Linked DNA regions of Hordeum vulgare: region 1 is linked to region 2. Evidence: chromatin contacts called from public Hi-C data. All regions are on one chromosome and are shown on one strand. The core of a region is the stretch at or near the end of the contact, and the rest is flanking DNA. Distances in the headings are between cores, read along the strand shown.

Region 1 (2,918 bases), core at 197-2,696, 270 kb after region 2:
CTTACCTTCTCTGAATTGCGAGGTCTTTTGACAATATTTGTGGCAGCGTGAGGATTAGCAACAAGGCGTCTTCGGCTTGAAACCAAATCCGCGGTATTGCCCGCATCACAGATTAGGCCGCATAGGAGAATCACAGGACGCGCGTAGGAAAGGCAATGTTGGTGACGCGAAACAAATTACTAAAACATGGACGATTTCTTAATAATATGAGCATAAGTTTGCCACATCTGTAATTTGTTGACAAAATACCATGTCAAAGCAAGTATTCAGATTTAGTATTCTACAGCAAAATAAGATTTACTACTCAAGGTTTTCATGATGAAATACCTTCAACAGTAGCATCATGTCCTTTTCTTTTTGTAGTACAATTACTGAACTCGTAGCTTGATCCATAGTCACCTAACTCTTTGCAAGAAAATTTTGATCAGCTAAAAGAACACATCGAAGAAAGCATATCGGTTTATGTCCATGCATCTAATAGAATTCAAAATTGTCAATGGGCACAAAACATGTTCTTTATTGGGAAATAATTTGTATTCTCATATGGTGCTTTTCTTGTTCTTAATTAGTACACGGAAAGAAAGTTTTTCGTTTGAAACAATTACATGGCAACGAAGTAGTCAAAAGAAAGAGCAACGACTGATTTTAACAAACCTAGATCGATTTCAGGTTTGGATCCAACGAGCAGAACTTGGAGAACACAGGCCTGTCGGGGTGTGCATTTTGATCCATCAACTGTCGTTTAGGCCAGCTGGGGTCTATTGGAGAAGAATTGGAAGACCAAATTACAGATTTGGGGTATTAGAGAAGAAAGAATCGAGGACTTGCTTTCTGTACGAGAAACCTTGCTGCTGGCGGCTATATATGGTATACGCCAATGCCCCAGATCGCTAATCTAGACATTCTTTTTTCTTAGTGAATTAAGATTGTTGGCCTGTGTGGAACTACTTTGGTCAGGCCCAGTAGGCTGTAGGCAGCGTACAGAGAACACAACTTCTGGGGGCCTAAGCCGACACATCTTAAATAAGCACCGGTCCTCGCTCAAAAAGGCACTCCCGGTGTAGGGCCGTAGGATGGGTACGTACGTACGCAGGGGATCGATCCAAGGGTAATTCTGAAAGGAAACATTTCGTGAGAAGAAGGAAAATAGTTAAGCCGCATCGAGCGAGACGGCAAGAGTGAAACGGGGCAGCAGCTAGGCTAGTAATTAACTTGACCCAACCGTGTAGTAGTAAAAAAGCAATGGAGAGGCGCCAAATTAGAGCACGCATGCCCGTGACAAGCTGAAGAATGATGAGTCGCCGGTCTTTGTCGCGATCACGGGACGTCGCGGTCGGTCGGATCGGATCGGAGGACGTCCGTTTCATCGATCGACCGCCGGCCAGCGTACGACAGGGACGTCCATTTTTGACGGGAGGTTCCCGGGTCAGACGACCGGCCGGATCATGCATGTGGTGTGGCATCTCGCTGGTTCCGCGACCCAATCCGTTCCCGTAGCTCTTCTGCCGGGGTTGGACACGGGGCAACGGATGCACAACAAGCTTGCTAGCTGCTGAGGCCATGACCGAGGAAAAACCCTATTCGTTACATTTTGCGGCAAATTGAGGAGACTCCGCACATCCCACAAGAACATTTGGGCCGATCCGGTTTCGGTTATCACCGGTTTTGGAAACTAGACCGTTTTTTTGTTTTTTACCTTCTTTTCTTGTTTTTCTGTTTCTGTTTATGTTTCTTCTTATTTTCCAAGATTATTTTGTTTTTATAACTATGCTTATGTTTGAAAATCGTTCTTAAAATTTAAAAACATTCTTATTTATAAAAATGTTTTATATTTTAAATGATCACCATTTTTCAAAAATATTCATAACTTCAAAAAATGCATGGAATTTTAGAATTTTTTTGATATTTTCATGAAATATTAGGGATTCCTAAAAAATGTTCTTGTCTTACAAAAAGAGTTAATCTCACAAAATTTCCACAAACTTTTCGCTTTCATTTTTGTATTTATTTTTTATTTCCTTTTCCTATTCCTTTTGTTTGACATTTTCAAATTTTTGTTTTTAATTTTAGAAAAAATTCTTGTGTTCACAATTTTTTCCGCAATTATATTTAAATTTTTGTGCTTCGAAACATAATGGCTTGCAAAAAAATGTTCTTGCTTTCAAAATTTTCATGTTTGCAATAAAATTCATATTTCAAAATGTGTTCTCGTATTTAAAAAGCTACACAATTTTATAAATAAAATTCTTCCAAAACATGCATGTGGTTGGACTAAACCTGAGAACGGTTTCATACTTGAACCAAACTTAACCATATCCATACATTTATCTCCCAAAACCATACTTAAACCATACCCATTTGATATCATTTTCAGTCCAACCAAAACTAAACCCATTATTTTTTTCATCCAAACCAACTTAAACCCAATACATAACCGTGGGTTTAAAACCAATACATAACTATGGGTTTGTTTTAATGTATATATAATTGCACAAATTGACAAGTTAATAAGCAAATGAGATAAAAAAAGACGTAAGTGCATCTACAACAGTTTGAGAACAAAGTTATCCTTGAGATAAAGTCAACACATATCAAAAGGCAAAAAAATGCCCACGCGTGAATAGCTTACTAACAAGTGTATTAAAACAAAATTACTTAACCAAAGCACAAGCAAACACTTCTGATTTCATGTGCTATTTCTCCATAATACATAATTACATAGTGCATTAAAACATGCATGCAGATCAAAGATATTCGTTCTCGGTCATCTTTGGTTATTGCACATAACCAATGCTTATAAACCGGTTTGGACCCATAGTTTATAACCTTTTATAACCAAACTGTTTAAACCCATAACCAACTATGTCCAAACTAGTTTCTCCACATACACAAACCAAAATCAATCTAAAAAATCTCAG
Region 2 (2,700 bases), core at 77-2,576:
AATCCTTTCGGACTTGTTCCAACAATTCACCATAGCTAGGACACAAATCGAACACCATGTCAAGGTCATCCGGGTCTGGATCAATATTGCCTTTTAAAAAGGCATCCTTGTCCATGTGATGAACATAAACACATGTTCTTCCCATCCCTAAACAACAAAACATAGAACCTTTTTATAAGCAATCATACAATTACAATAACCCTAGCCTAACTTCCAAACAACCATAACCCTAACCCCATCATAATCCTAACACAACCAAACATCCCTAACCCTAGCCTAACCATAGCCTAACCCTAGCCTAACCCTAAAACAACCATAATGCAAACATCCAAACAACCCTAATCCTAACCCCATCATACCCCTTATCCTAACATACAAACAAAACCAACAATATCATATACATCCCACATTTCATGAAAAACTAGGGTTTCCTCAAATTTGCAAAAAAAGAACACAAAAGATTTTTCTTTGGATGAGAATGAGGGGAGAGGTGGGGATTACCTTAGGGGAGTGATTGGACAACAAATGCGCGGTCCAAACCTTCAGATTTGATGATTTAGAGAAGGATTTGAGGGAGGGGTCGGCCAGTGGCTGGGAGAGGGGGATGGGGGAGGGGAATGAGGAGGGGGTGGGGAGGGGGTGGGGAGGGGGCTGGCCCGTGGGCAGTTAAGTCAATGTGTGGCGCCTAAGCGTTCGACGCCACACATTGTAATGTGTGACGCCTGAGGCTTAGGCGTCACACGGCCTGGGGGATGGGCCCTCTCTGCCAGGTGGTCGGGGGGTGTGGCGTCGAACGGCTGGGCGTCACACGGTGTAGTGTGGCGTCTAGGGGTCGGCGCCACACAAAAGGGTCAACCGAGTGACATATTTTCCCTGAGGGGTCATTCCGTGAGTTCTTTCTTTTCAGGGGTCATTTTTGTCAATTTTGCCGACGCATGCAGATATGGTCAGGGCACGGATAACGGAAGCCATAAACGATGCACGCAGGGGGGCTGCGCTGGTACGGCGAAGATTAACAGCGCGTACGTACGTGCTCTCGGCTGCTAATGCCGCTGGCAGACCTCAGACGTACTCTTACTGCCCATCGTATCCACTGCAGGTCTGCGTGCAGCCATGATCGTCATCGCCGCGTACCGCGAAACGGGCAAGAACCATGCATGCGATTGCAAACTTAGGTCAGACGTACGTAGGCGCGAAGGATACATGCGTTGGCGCGACGGAGTCGGAGGAAGATTGTGGCCGCACGCGCGGTGGTGATCGGGACGGCAGGGGACGACCGCATCCTGGGTGGGGATGCATGGCTGGTGCACTCCCGGGCCGGCTGCATGGACACCTGGGATGGTGCGGGGCTCGGGGATATGGCTGATGACTCACGACGCGCCGTGACCGGGTCCCTTCCGCCACCTCACGGACAATGGAGAGTCACGTCTCTTTCCTCGACCGTGATGCACACAGAAAGGAGTTGAGCGCCATCTTGGACCTTGCTAACAATTGGAAGTAGCACATGTTCCACAATCCACACAGGCACAGACCATAGATTTTGTATGGTCCTTTAATCGTAACAATACTCGCGCATCTCTCTCTCTCTCTCTCTAAAAAAAAAGAATAATCCTCGCGCAGAAGCCGTCCGTCCGAATGAGCACGCGGCACACTAATCTGGATAATGAATAGGACTGACATGACAGGACTACATATATTTTGTCGATGGCAAATAGCAACAGTAGAAACGTGAAGGAATCAGTATCTATAACGTGACATGCATATGTCTTGCCACACAAGAGCATCTACATCCCGTCTCCTAAAATCATTCCTCAAATGTCTATAGACCCGATCGATCAATGACTGGACAGAAAAAAAATCCAACCAGACCCATATAAGGTCCTTATACGTTTGGATTTTTTGCAAACTCTCATATTAATAACAAATATAGAAAAGATATAAAGTCTCAAAGACGCGTCCGGTCAGTACGTCACATAGGACATGACCCACCCCGAACCATCATCTCTCTTTCTTTTTTTATTATTTTCTCTCTCTCATTCTCTTCATCAACCACGTAGAGATGACATATAAATGACAGGACATATGAGTAGGAAAATAAGGTGTGTAGTTGTTTGAACGGACTAATAAACTTTAAAACAGACACGCCCGATCACTGACCAACGCGTTGTCATACGTTTATTGGGTCATATTTGCTAAATCCATCTGTAAATGCTCTAACCACACCACAGTAGAATCAGATGAACACTTATCCAAGAAGACCGGGTGATTGGAGTCCCACACATCAGACATGTACATGCGTCTATATTCTTATCAACAAAAGTATAAGATCCAACTCTTTCTTGATCAATTACTGAAATTAACCAAGGCGCCCAAGCCAAATGAGAAGCTCCCGATATTAATTTCATATGAAGCATTCATTATTAGTTCAATATATGTCAATCGCCACTGAAGAACTCTACATTAGGAGTCTGCTTTCCCTTGATCTGTTACTCTTATAAAGATCTAAGTTGGTGGGAGACAATTCACCTCTTAACCTACTAGGAATTACCATAGTTGTCATCATTTATGTGGAGGGGCATATGGTTGATTCGATTAATGTATATTTCGAATAGCATGAAGTCAGCTACGTTCAGTTACTGAGTTGATATAGTACTCCTGAGTTAAGAGATTTTTTGGGCCAAAGAAAAAGTAACTGATCAG

What was found. A called contact is a pair of places that touch in the nucleus more often than the background predicts.
Region 1: a contact with region 2 is called in a Hi-C map of leaf, with 5 times the contacts expected there. The contact joins two enhancer-like sites. A contact is called at or near these places in 3 of 6 Hi-C or Micro-C datasets (leaf and seedling).

The regions. Positions count from the first base shown.
Region 1 is chr7H:91,006,620-91,009,537 of MorexV3_pseudomolecules_assembly, forward strand. No RefSeq gene overlaps it. Among protein-coding and RNA genes, the nearest start is that of TRNAS-AGA, 38 kb to the right of the region's middle. Within about 2 kb of position 1,447, at least 3 of the 3 cell types and tissues checked have open chromatin away from gene starts, as enhancers often do. A contact at or near this core is called in leaf and seedling, where this site is marked.
Region 2 is chr7H:90,739,800-90,742,499 of MorexV3_pseudomolecules_assembly, forward strand. No RefSeq gene overlaps it. Among protein-coding and RNA genes, the nearest start is that of LOC123409643, 13 kb to the left of the region's middle. Within about 2 kb of position 1,327, at least 3 of the 3 cell types and tissues checked have open chromatin away from gene starts, as enhancers often do. A contact at or near this core is called in leaf and seedling, where this site is marked.